2 separate regions of the Mus musculus genome follow, and region 1 is linked to region 2. Evidence: chromatin contacts called from public HiChIP or PLAC-seq data. All regions are on one chromosome and are shown on one strand. The core of a region is the stretch at or near the end of the contact, and the rest is flanking DNA. Distances in the headings are between cores, read along the strand shown. Region 1 holds the start of Ptprg (protein tyrosine phosphatase, receptor type, G). Region 2 has its middle 100 kb from the start of Gm25466.

Region 1 (6,273 bases), core at 2,575-5,074, 110 kb after region 2:
TAAAAAACAAAACAAAACAAAACAAAACAAAACAAAACAAAAAACCAACAAGAAGTAGCTGAGCAAGTCTTGGGGAGTAAGTCAATAAGCAGCGCCCTCCCCGGCTTCTGCTTCAGTGGCTTCTGCTTCAGTTCCTGCCTCCAGGTTCCAGCCCTGGCTTCCCGTCTCTAGAACTGATGGACTGTTATTTATAAGCTAAATAAACCATTTTCTACTCCAAGTTAGTTTTGTCACAGCAACAGAAACTACAGTAGGACAAGGACACTGTACAGCCCAGGCCAATCTTCCATTTGTGATCCTCCTGCCTCAGTGTTAGGAGTACTGTGATAACAGGTCTGGGGCAGCAAATTAGGCTATTTTTATTTATTGGGCTGTAAGACATCATACAGCAACAGGCATTGGTACTCCCATAGACCTATGGTAGGCAAGGTTCTAATGTGCTCTTCGAGATGCCCACCCTCTGATATGTAACACCCTCTTCATGAGAGTGACTGACACTTGACATTGGATGGTTACTCCCTTGATCCAACTGTCTTCTAGTACAGAAGTGGTGGGATAGTCACGTTTAAGATTCTAGCCAAAACAGAGAATTCTTTTACTGGCTTTGAAGGAAGTTACAAAGATCCAGAGAGCTGAAAATGAAGACATCCTTTGGCTAACAGCCAGCCAGAAACAAGACTGCAGTTCTCTAACCAATGAGATTAGAAGAGAACCTGCCAGCTCCAGAGTCATCCTGCTTTACACCTTGGTTCAGCTCCAGAAAACACCTGAACTCCACACTTCCATGGCCGGCCTGCCCACGCATTGTGAAAAAATAAGTGTAAGCTTATGCTGCTCATCTGGGGGGTGGGATTTGTTATCAGTAGTAGGAGCTTTCCTTCCTAGTTTTTAAGTTGTCAGCACGTTGCCAAGCTCCTTTCTCCAGTTCTGCTCACTGCCTCGTGCAACCCCCATACCAAGGCTGGAACCTGGAGGCAGGAACTGAAACAGAAGCCAGGGAGTGTGCTGTTTATTGACTTATTCCCCAAGACGATTTCGTCGTCGTCGTCGTCGTCGTCTTCGTCTTCTTCTTCTTCTTCTTCTTCTTCTTCTTCTTCTTTTTCTTCTTCTTCCTCTTCTTCTTCCTTCTTCTTCTTCTTCCTCTTCTTCTTCCTCTTCTTCTTCCTCTTCCTCTTCTTCTTCCTCTTCTTCTTCCTCTTCTTCTTCCTCTTCTTCTTCTTCCTCTTCTTCTTCCTCTTCTTCTTCCTCTTCTTCTTCCTCTTCTTCTTCCTCTTCTTCTTCTTCCTTCTTCTTCTTCCTTCTTCTTCTTCTTCTTCTTCTTCTTCTTCTTCTTCTTCTTCTTCTTCTTCTTCTTCTTCTCCTCTTCCTCCTCCTCCTTCTTCTTCCTCTTCTTCCTCCTCTTCTTCTTCTTCCTCCTCTCCTTCCTCCTTCTCCTTCTTCTTTTTTGTTTAATGGAGACAATGTTTCTCTGTATAACAGCCCTGGCTCACCAGGTAGAAGAACAGCAGGTGTGTCTCTAGGTCAGTTTTGTCCACTAAGACTTGAAATTGGGGCTATTCTATTCACTTTGCAGTTGGTTATTGAACACATTTGTATAATAGGCCAGTGAATTTCTGTTGTAAAGTTAAATTAAAAAACAGCCAAGCTCTGACACTAGGCTAGCCTTGAAGTTATGATTCTTCTGCCTTGGCTTCCTAAGTGCTGGGATTACAGGAATGTGCTAATGGGCCTGACTAAAACATTTAGATTTGGAGGGAGCTGATGGAGCTTGATGTGTGCTTTTAATACCATTTTGTGGTAAATGTCAGCCTGGCGTCCCAGGACAGGCACCAGCCCAGAGAGACTAACAGGCATGGGGTCCCATACACTGTAAGAGGCATGGTCATTCACTCTCCATATTGAACAACTGGGGTACTGGCGTTCCTTCTTTGCATTTCACACTTAATGTCTTCTCAACCACCCCTCCATTGACTTTCCCTAGGTGAGGCAGACAGGCTGGCTTGCCCTTATTATACCCAGCACAGAGTGGATGTGCAGTTCATTTGTTGAACCAGCAAACAGAGTATAGAAAGAATTCAGGGTTGCCCAACAGGCAACACTTATGATGTCGCCGACCTCTGTGTGATTCAAGTCCTACCGACTGAGTGTTAAAATACGGAGTCACCTCGAAGGAGGCAGTCATTTGTGCTAGGGTCATTTTAACGTATCCCGCTCTGACTGGCACTGGGATATCCATCCCTCCAACCCATTTTTCAAGGGAACTGGTCATCATGAGCACTCAAGAGCGACCCTCGAGTGCAACAAAACCAGGAAGTGTCAAATTCCAAAGCAAACAGATTGGCCTCATTGCCTAGCACGGGAAGGGTGTTTGCGGGGTTTGGCTAAAGATAGATCTGGGGGCCCGTTCCAGGAACTTCCTGGCATTTACTAGTTTTGCACCCCAAACTTTTCAGAGGTTTTTCCTTTGGAATTGTGGGTGCGAGACTGCTTTCCTAAACAATGCCACAGACTCTCAGAGCATCTGTATAGTATTTGAAAACCGAAAGAACATCCGGTTGAGATGTTTGGGTGGGTGTGGGACAGTGCCGCGTTGCGATGAAACGGCAAGGGGACACTTTAAAAATATGTCCATATCCTTTTCATAGAGTGGCAGAACAACTATGAAAAAAATACAAATGGCTAATTACGTTGGCTCAATTACAAATTTGATGGAAAAAAAAAACCCAAACCAAAACCTGCCTCCCCTCTTTTAGCACCAACGTAGGAGGAAAAAATAGGTTGCTGAAAAGCCCAAGCGATAAAGATCTCTGTGAGAGCCAAGGGACAAAACTCATTACAGATAAACCTAGCCCTTGCATTTCCCCCGGATGCCTCTCCCTGTAGTTTACTTAAGCCGTGTCTCCTAGGACGGCTGCGGGAAACCAGTCCTGCCCCGGGGTGCTGCTTTCCCCTGCCCCGGGTGAGAGGCGCACTTCATTTGCCCTCTGCCTAACCAGGCCAAGTTGCAGCCACCTTCTTCCCGAATCCGGGGGTTGGGAAAACTCCGCGACAGACCTTCGTAGTTTGGGGAAAAGTCCACGACAGACCTTCGTGGTTTGGGAAAAGCCGATGTGGGCCTGGAGCTGGATTTTGCTAGCCTGGGATGGACTCCCGTCCCTTTCCCTATCTCCCAGAGGTAGATTCGAACAATGGAAGCTCGGAAAGGGGGAAGGGGAAACAACAACAACAAAAAAACCTCAATGAAACCTGAGTGCAAAGGCCGCTGGGCTTTGTCTCTTAGCCCGGGAACGCAGCAGGAGAGGGACGCTGGAGGTGCACCCCGTCAAGACACCGTCCAGGTGGTGAGGCCTTACGGAAGTCCCCTCTCCATGAAAATGTAGCTGCTGGTCCTTTCCTCTCCCCCAGATTCCAACCAGACCACCCTTTCCCCCTCCCCCAAGTTCCGGATCCATGAACGAGGTCAGGGATCTCTCCGAATCCGTACTTCGTCTTTAAGAACTCGAAAATGGAGCAAAGCCATGCCGACCCTGGATGGCAGCTGGTCTCTTCCCTGTCTTCAGGGTTACCAGCTCCCCTAAACGCACACCCATAGCCCTAGGCACGCCTGGAGAGGAGAGTAGTGCAAGTCCTTGGAAGCCGGAGCCCAGCACGGCCGCTTTAAGAGACGCGCGCCCCCGCCGGCGGCAGCTCGGGGATGCGCGTCACCGCGCGCCCGTGCTTGCGCGCCCCCGCCGCCGCGCGCCCCCAGCTCGCTCGCTCGCCCGCTCGCCGGCTTTAAAGTCTCTGCCAGGATCCATGCTCACATGTTACTTCCTGTATGGAGGCATGGCCAGTTTCCAGCCCCGCGCTCTCGGTTCCTCCCCAGCCTGCGCCGGAGCCACAACTTTCAGGAGCATGGACTGAAGGCGCCCTCGCCCCGGCGCCCCTCTGAGATCCTTTGTGTTTCCCTGCGCTCCACTGGCCGTTTGTGTTTTGGGGGGCTCTGCGCTCCGCCCCGCCGCTTCCCTCCCTTTCCAGGCTCGCAGACATGCCTCCTTCCTTGCCGGGGCCCTGGAAGGAGCTGCCCGCCTGAAGCCCGGAGCCGCCGCGCCGCGCACAGCCCCGCCGTCGCCCGCTGGTTCTCGGGCTGCGCTGCGCTGCCGACTCAACTTGGGGCTCTTCCGCTGCTAGCCACCGCCACCCGCGGTCCCTGCCTGCTCCGGGCCCCGGGCTCTGCCGCCGTGCGTCTTCTCCTCGCCCTGCCTGTCGGCTGGATCGTGTCTGAGCGGAAAGCAGCCCTTCTCCTCCGAGAGGATCGTCCCTAGCTTGGCTTTGCATTCCCGGTCACTTTTTGAGGTTTTCTCGGGAGCGCTTGGCAGCTTCCCGGATTCCAGCGGGACCGGTGGCCGAGTGTGGGGGGCCCCGTGTGGCGGGCGAGCCGTGAAAGCCTCCAGGCTTAGCGGAGCCTCGCTCGGAAGCAAGAACTTATTCAACAAGTTTACCCCCCCTGCCTTTCTCTTTTCGATGTGCGTTTTCGGACATGCGGAGGTTACTGGAACCGTGTTGGTGGATTTTGTTCCTGAAAATCACCAGTTCTGTGCTTCATTATGTGGTGTGCTTCCCGGGTGAGTGAGGGCCGCCGATGGGACGCGTCTCTGGCCGGCGCGCGGGGTATGCGGAGTTGTCGCCGGGGCGCGGAGCTTGGGCGCCAGTCTAGGGACCGCGGAGAGGGTGAAGGGGGGCCGGGCTACCGAGGAGGAAAGAGAGCTCTGCTTCATTGGCTCCGGCAGTGTTCTAGGAGGCTGATGGTCAGAGAGGGCAGAAGCAGTGGCGGGCTGGAAGGGAGGGTTGGGGACTCAGAGATGTGCTCTGACTGTGGCTTGGGAAGCTTGAAGCATCTGGAGTATGGGAGGGCGGGGGAAGGCGACTTGCTTTGCTGATCCGGAGCTGATCCGGAGGGCTATAGTTGCACGATAGGATGTCTGGGGAGATTGGCTGTGGGAAGGATGCTCTGTTGGTTTGAGTAATATGGGGTGCTCCCGTTGCTTCTGCGGGGATAGAAGGAGCTCATAATCGTGGCTCACTTTGCATCCCTCCGACCCTTTGTAGGGGGGAGGGCGGCGTTTGGGGATGGAAGGCGGAGGCTGGCTGCAGAGAAGTCAGGATGTGGGGAGCAGCCCGCGTTGTAGTCGCCGGGCCGCCTCCTTTCAGCCTTGCTCCCGGCTGAGGTGCGGGCTACGCCTCAGTGCAAGCGGGAGGCAGCTCCCTAGACGCGGGGGGCCTGGGAGCCTCGGGAGAGCAGGAAGCAGTGAGCAGGGAGTTTTTCGCTAGACCCCTGCTTCACTGGGCTCACGGTCCCTTTCTGTATCTTTCTTTTGGGTCCAAGTTCAGGGCGCGGGTCGACAGCTGGGTAGCTTCTGGCGTCCGGGCAGATTTTTTGGCTGTCTGGCGTGCCCTCCCTACTTTCATCTTTGCCCTTTTGCAGGCTGAATGTGCCTGCCAGATCCAGACCCAGACCCGCTTATTTTCTAGCCAGGTTAAAGCTGGAACAATATTGGCCACTCGACAATCCTAAATCACTGCACGTACCAGTGTGCAGCTCGCCGACCCTCCACTTCCAGCCTTCAGCCCACACCCTCCCCCCTCGGTGAGGGCAGAGGCCAGCCGCCTTCCTCTTCTCTTGCAGAGTCGGAGGGCTGCAGCTCAAGCTGCCCAGCTCCTTCCCAGTGGGTGAAGGCCACGTCCTCTTTCCTGGCTCAGGGAAAGAGGTGGGAGAGGGCGCGATTTGCTTTTCTTTCCTCGATCTCTTAAGGACAGAACACCCGGTTTTTCTGCTTTCTCATCTGCCTGTTCTGGAATATTTGGAGGCGGCGGTTATTCTAATCAAGAAATAAGAAACGTGCCACAATGTTTCGGTTTTCCTTGGTTAATAGCAGCCTGTGTTCTGGCTGCCACAGCGCGGGGTTTTGGTACAGCGGGTACCCCCAACCCTATGGTGCACCTAGGAGCCAGGCTCGAGGACCTCGCTGTTCCCGGCGATCCTCTCTAAGGGGATTGGCAGCGAGTGGTCCCTTCTTTGAAGGTTTGAGGGTGGTTGCGAGGAACAGAGGGCAAAACACTGCGGTTCTTCGGCTCCTTTTCCTCGGCGCTTATTCCTCTCTCTGGGGCTGTCTACAGAGCTCGGTGAGGGTGCGCGCGCTTACTCACTAGGAGGCCTGGGGTTTACCCTCTCGGGTCCTGTCTCTATGGAAGTAGACGCTGAGGAGCATCTCCTCTGAGAATCAGCACCCTTCT
Region 2 (6,470 bases), core at 2,471-4,970:
ACCACAAAACCCTGATACACAGAGGGAGCCAAGCATTGGCCTCTGCAAAGGTAATTTGATGGGGTCGTTAATCCATTCACCTAGAACTTTCCATTCTGTTTTGGGCCGGGGGGTGAAGAGATCTAGACATAAGAAAGGGACAAGAAGCTCTTGTAATTGAGTCCTCCTACGACAAACACTTGCCCACACGTTTCCTAAGCTGTGCAGAAAACTCTGATTTCCTCGCTTTCCTTCTGCACAATGTTTTCAAATTCAGAACATATGCTGGAACGCTCCAAATGAACCTGACTTCTGCTGTTTCTCTTTCTCCAGGAAACCATTTCCATTTTTATGAAGTAGCTGGCCTCCCCCCAGCCCCCGCCATCTTGATGCCTTTCTACCAGTTGTTATTTCTTTAAGAAATTCTACTAGGCCAAGGTCATAAGCCCACACATCACCACCCAGGATCTGAGCAGTCTTTCCGTCACAATGGGTTGGAGAGTACACAGGTCAAGATCACCTCCCTGAATTCATTCCAGTGTGCTCACTCTGCTCCCTAAAGAGCTCATACAGAGTGAGGAATTCCAGGCTCTTAATATTTAATGGTCTTTCTGGTAAGACAGGATGGAACTTCTGAGTGTCCCCACAAGCCTCACTAGCAAGGAGTTTTAAAGTCAATTTGCAGCTTATCACCATCCTTGACTCCTTGGAAGGAATTTATTGTCCAAGCCTCTGACCTCTATCCAAAAGAAACTTCAAATGAAACTCAGATGGGCTAATAGAAAACTGGCAAGGAGTTTTGCAATACACCAGAATTGGGGTGTGGATAATCCCAAGATCAGCTGCATTCAATATATGACAGAAATAAGGCCTGGAGCCTTGTGGAGACTGACTGGCGACAAAGGCAGAAGACTGAGAACACCGAAGAAACAGCTCGAAAAGAAGACTGTCTCCCAGCCCTGCTGGAGTTTCTTCCTTAGAAAGTCAGGCATCGAGGTAGAAAGTGGACCAAGATAAAGACCAATAAATACAAAAGTATTTTAACATGGGCATGAGACTGGTTCATTTAGAAGTAGAATTCACCACTGAACGTGTATAAAGGTATCGGGTTTCTTTTTTATTTCTCTTTAAATCTGTTTACAACATATTTTTATCATATCTTGCTTCTCAAAGATTTTTGTTTATTTTATGTATTTGGACAGTTTGCCTGGATATATGTCGATGCAACATGTGTGTGCACTTACCTCAGAGGCCCGTAGATGGAATTAGATCCTCTGGAACTGGAGTTATAAATAGTTGTTAGCTGCTGTAGGTATGGGAACCCAAGCCTTGTCTAGAAGCCACACAAGTGCTCTTAACCACTGAGCCATCTCTCCAGTCTCACTCCTACCTAAATAGAGACTGGATTAAAAGTACACAGTGATACTGTTCTCAATATTCATTACAAGCTGTTTACTTAAACATAATAGTTGTCACTCTTGCATGTCACTAAAAATTAAAAACATTTAAATTCTTTTCTCAGCTAATTACTTAATATTTTAAAAATACCAAGAAGTATAAAGAATGAAAGGAAGGATAAGAGACTGGAGATAGAGCTTCATAGCAGAACACACACACACAAACATACACACACGTATTCATACACGCACAATTATACAGTGAACACAGAGCTTGATAATAAAATCAAAAACATGCTGGAAGTATATATAATACCCTCCTGAATGGAATTTTCCTAATGGTGATCACTTGAGCATTTAGTATGTTCTATTTTTCACTGTTGCAAACTGTGCCATCATAGACATTTATTGCGCTCTGAGTCGTTAAGATAGATCCATGAATAAAGGTCCTTGACCCCATAACTATTAACCTATGTTTCACCCCTGGAACTCACGTAGTGGAAAAAGCAGACTACCTCCCACAGTTGTCCTCTGGCTCCACTCCGTGCCACATACATGACAGATGATAGATAGATAGATAGATAGATAGATAGGATAGGTATTAGATATATAGATGGTAATGGGTGGATGAATAGATAGATAATAGATAGATGAAAGGTGGATAGGTGGATATATAGATAAATAGGTAGATATATAGGTACATAGATACATAGATTACATAAATACCTAGAGAGATAGATGATATAAGGCTAGATAGATAGATAGATAGATAGATAGATAGATAGATAGATAGATAGATTTTAACATATTGAAATCTAACTAGTTCTTGAGTTGATCTTAGCCAAAAGTTTAAGAAGCAACTGTGGTGAACTAGCCGGAATGTCACTGGACATTTGGATGTCTCCAGACTGTACATTCTAAACAATGATGCAGTAACATAGCTATATACACATTCCCACATACACTTATATGACTATTTCCTGAAGAGAAAGTCTGAGCTAGTTAGTTTTTGTCAACTTGGCACAAACCAGTGTCACCTGAGAGAAAGGAATCTCAAGTGAGGAAACTTCCTTATTACATTGTCCTTAGGCATGTTTGTGACAGTTTCTTGATTTTTTTTTTATTGAAATATAAAAAAGATAGCTGAGTGTGTGCCTGGAAGCAAGCCAATAATCAGCTTTCCTCCATGGTTCCTACCTCTGCCCTGACTTCCCTCAGTGATGAACTGTGGTGTGGAAGTGTAAGCCAAATAAACCCTTTCCTCCCTAAGTTGTTTTTTGGTCAAGGTGTTGATCTCAGCTAAAGAAAGCACACAAGGACAGACTCCTAGAAGTAAAATTGCTGTTGTTCAGTGATAAGAACATTTTCCTGAATATCAACATTGCTGACTGGCCATCCTGGAAAGACATAACCAAGTGTCTGTCCCACCCCCAGTCCTTTTATGATCACTTTCAAACCACCTTCAAGAGGAATGGTGGGAAAGTGCTTAGTATGTTTCAAATCCAGCTTTTTAGCAGGCTCCTGGGATACAAAAGCAAGTCAGACAGGCTGTGTAGCAAAGCATACTCCTGGAGTAGGGAGCAGATGTATTGTATGCTGGGTGGGGGAGTCCTATAAAGCAGTGCTCCCCAAGCAAACCTGCACTCTGGACAAATGATTTGCTTTTCTGTGTCCAATCTCCTTTTCTGTAAAAGTCGGGGTGAGCAAACTTTCCCACCTGATTCCACGAATCTAGGTTCAAACAATGCAACTCGCCTGGATCTGAATCTTAGAAAAGGTAAAAGGGGTAGGGAGGGAAGGCAAAGAAGGAAGTCAAAACTCAGAAACTAGAAGCAAGATCCAGAAGGGTAGATAGAGAAAAAATAATTGTCAGAGGCTGGGACCCCCGGGGATCAGGGGGAATCAACTCCAGGTTGTGGATAGGCAGAGTCTGGCCAGCACGGACACTCTACACAGAAAGGAGATGGCTGGTGTTCTGTTGCATAGCTGGGTAGTTATGCTTGACAATGTCATAATGAGTATTTATAAATAGGAGACTTTGAATTTTCTCCTCACAAACAAGCATATGAGGCAATGGATATGCTATATAATACATATGTTTCAAAGTACCATATCCTGTCCCCTAAATACCTACAATTACTATCAGTTGATATTTTCGATTACAAACAAAATGGAGGAGGAGGGAGATGGCTCTGTTGGCAAAGTGCTTGCTGACAGAATGCTCCAGCTACAGAAAGCCAGAAGTCCAACTGAGGTAGTCTTGGTGTCATTGCCCAACTACCACCAATGAACCACATCCTTCCCACAGTTTCTAAAGATAGCACTGCCCTGTTGGGACAAAAAAAAGTTCAAGAAAAGGAGGCCATTGTTTTGTGGGCATTTTCATTCAAACCACTAACTGAGAAAGAATGAGGCTCCAACTTAGATCCCCAGAAAACACATAGAAAGCTGGCACAGAGACAAGTTCTTGTAGTCCTAGTGTCCCAGTCTGCTGGTCAGTCAATGGGGTCTGCAAGGGAGAGACGGGATGGAGGGGAAAAGAGACTCAAAGAATGGTGACAAGACAGGCTATCTGATCAAGTGTCAAGTCTCAAGTCTCATTTACTGAAAGGCAACTATGGGTATATAAGCACAAGCTGGGGAGTGCAGCTGGAGACACTTAATCACAAGTGCCTTGGAGCTGGGGACACTAAACCACAAGTCCAGGATGTGTCTGAGAACAGGTTGTTATCAGAGTGTGTTCAACTGTAGCGGGCTGCTTGCAAAAACATCATGCTAAGAAAACAAGTCTCTCGTCAGGGTGGGAAAGTACCAACCTGTAAGTAAGTAGCCTGAGATGGCTGCAGAGATGATAGCTGCTTTCTGCTCAGAGTGACATCCTGGAATTGGAGAGGTTTAGACAGGAAGACCCCTGGTCAGCCAGTCTAACCTAATTAGTGAGTTCCAGGCCAGTGAGAGACCCTGTCCCAAAAAATAAGATGGACAACTCTTGTAGAAATGTTACTGAAGTTGACCTCTGACTTCAACATGCATTCACATAGTCTCTCTCTCACTCACACACATATGGAACAGAAAAAAAACAACAACTATGACATCAACAAAAAACTGGAGCTGGGGAGATGGCTCAACATAAAACACTCATACGAGCATGAGGACCTGGGTTCTGACCGTTAGCATCTGCATAAAAGCCTGTCATGGTTAGGTACATCCCTACTTCTTGCACTGAGGAACAGAGACAGGAAGATCTAAAGGATTCACTGGCCAGACATTCTAGCCAAAACAATGAAGTTCCGGAGTAAGAAAGACCCTTACTCAAAAGTAAGATGGAGAAGAATTAAGCAAGATATCTTGGCCTCAGCCTCTGACCTCTACATGTGCTGGTGGATGTACCTGCACACAGGAGCACATAAACACCTGCACACAGGAGCACATAAACACCTGCACACAGGAACACATATACACCTGCACACAGGAGCACATAAACACCTGCACACAGGAGCACATAAACACCTGCACACAGGAGCACATAAACACCTGCACACAGGAGCACATATACACCTGCACACAGGAACACATATACACCTGCACACAGGAGCACATATACACCTGCACACAGGAGCACATATACAAGGGCACACACACACACACATACCTGCATGAAAAGAAATACATACACATGTGCATGCACACACACATGAAAAAGATAAGATAAACAAATGTAAAATAGAGAAGATGAGGAGGAAGATGAAGGAGAGAAAGAAGAAGGGGAGGGAGGCTAGACGGGAGGAGTATAACAAATCCCAGCTCAGAAATACAACTACTTTCTAAAGAGGACAGCCCAGGAAATGCTCCAAGCCAAGTTTCCTGTGTCCTTGCCAACCAACAAAATGCTTCCTGACTGTAATCCCCTGCACTTCCCTGGGGCAATATTTGCATAGTGCAAGTTACTACAGCAGCTTTGAAAGCTTGTTTTGTCAGTGAAATTCTCTCCCTCATCCCTCATCCCATACCCCTCATCTCACATCCCTCTTATGTGCCTATACATCCCAGGCATTGTCAAACAAAACGGCATTATTATTATGTGTGTGCTCACACATAGTAATACACTAAGAAGTCCTGGAGGCGGGGTTACTGTGTATCATCAGATCTTTATGCTAAGTTCTGAGGAATGTAGAATACAGTGAGAATATGGTCCTGAGCAAGGTATAGTGGAGCAGCCCTGTATGACCATAATCCTCACGCTCAGGAGGCTGAGGCAGGAGGATCATGAGTTCAAGGCTAGTCTAGGTTCACAGCAAGATCCAGCCACAAAAAAACTAAAAAAAAAAAAAAAAAAAAAAAAACTGCCCTCAACTTTCTACTCTGGTAACAGACGGAAATGTTTTGCATAAAGCATTCACATATTTTAAGAGATTATATATTAAGTGATTTGTAGAAAACAATGACAATGATTTGGTTTTATAATTACTGATAAGACAGGAGTAAACAAACCAACTAAAAAATAATTCAGATTACCAAGCATGGTGCTACATACCTGTAATACCACCACTCTAGAGGCTGAGGCAGGAGGATCATGAATCTGAAGCCATCTTGAACTACATAATAAAAGCCTATATAAACAAACAAGTAAACAAACAGCAGGTGAATGGAATCTGAGAAAGTCATCAGAAAAAATCCACATCCTCCATCTGTCCTTCCTAATGGGTCTTTAGTGGTCTTCCTGTGTTACACAGTGACTTCTTACAGATTGAAGCATTCCCTCTTAGAGGGACACGGGAAGCTCTTTAAGACTCAGGAAATAAATGAGCCTCACAAGTCCCAGGCACTTCTTGAAACTTAGAAGACTAACAGGCCTCTCCCCGAGAATTTTGTAAGCAGAAGCAATTGCTGGCGAGGAGAGACAGTCCAGCTGGCTGTGTAACCCTTAGGCTGTGCACAGGCCTCCAGGGATTCTGAGTTTGTGAGTCTTCACCCATGTCTTGATTGGCCTTTTGGTGCCACGGTTGCCTTTGCATCACACATGCTTCTCTAAGTAACCTCACCAAACTCATTAATTCCCTAAGCTGGACTTGAATGGAGCCATTCCGTTGGCCT

What was found. HiChIP or PLAC-seq counts read pairs in DNA pulled down with a chosen protein or histone mark.
Region 1: an H3K4me3 HiChIP or PLAC-seq map of embryonic stem cells shows a contact between it and region 2, with 17 read pairs. The contact joins the promoter of Ptprg here to the enhancer-like site in region 2. A contact is called at or near these places in 2 of 39 promoter capture datasets (hippocampal neurons and liver), 5 of 484 Hi-C or Micro-C datasets (cerebral cortex, cortical neurons, embryonic stem cells and 1 more), 3 of 115 datasets of contacts at active chromatin or transcription factors (embryonic stem cells and kidney) and 1 of 9 other capture datasets (pancreatic islet).

The regions. Positions count from the first base shown.
Region 1 is chr14:11,549,729-11,556,001 of GRCm38.p6, forward strand. Ptprg (protein tyrosine phosphatase, receptor type, G) reads left to right here and starts at 3,825. Exons shown (of 30, transcript NM_008981.3): 1 at 3,825-4,604. The coding sequence starts at 4,520.
Region 2 is chr14:11,435,096-11,441,565 of GRCm38.p6, forward strand. No RefSeq gene overlaps it. Among named protein-coding and RNA genes, the nearest start is that of Gm25466, 100 kb to the left of the region's middle. Within about 2 kb of position 3,721, at least 3 of the 459 cell types and tissues checked have an H3K27ac peak or open chromatin away from gene starts, as enhancers often do. A contact at or near this core is called in embryonic stem cells, where this site is marked.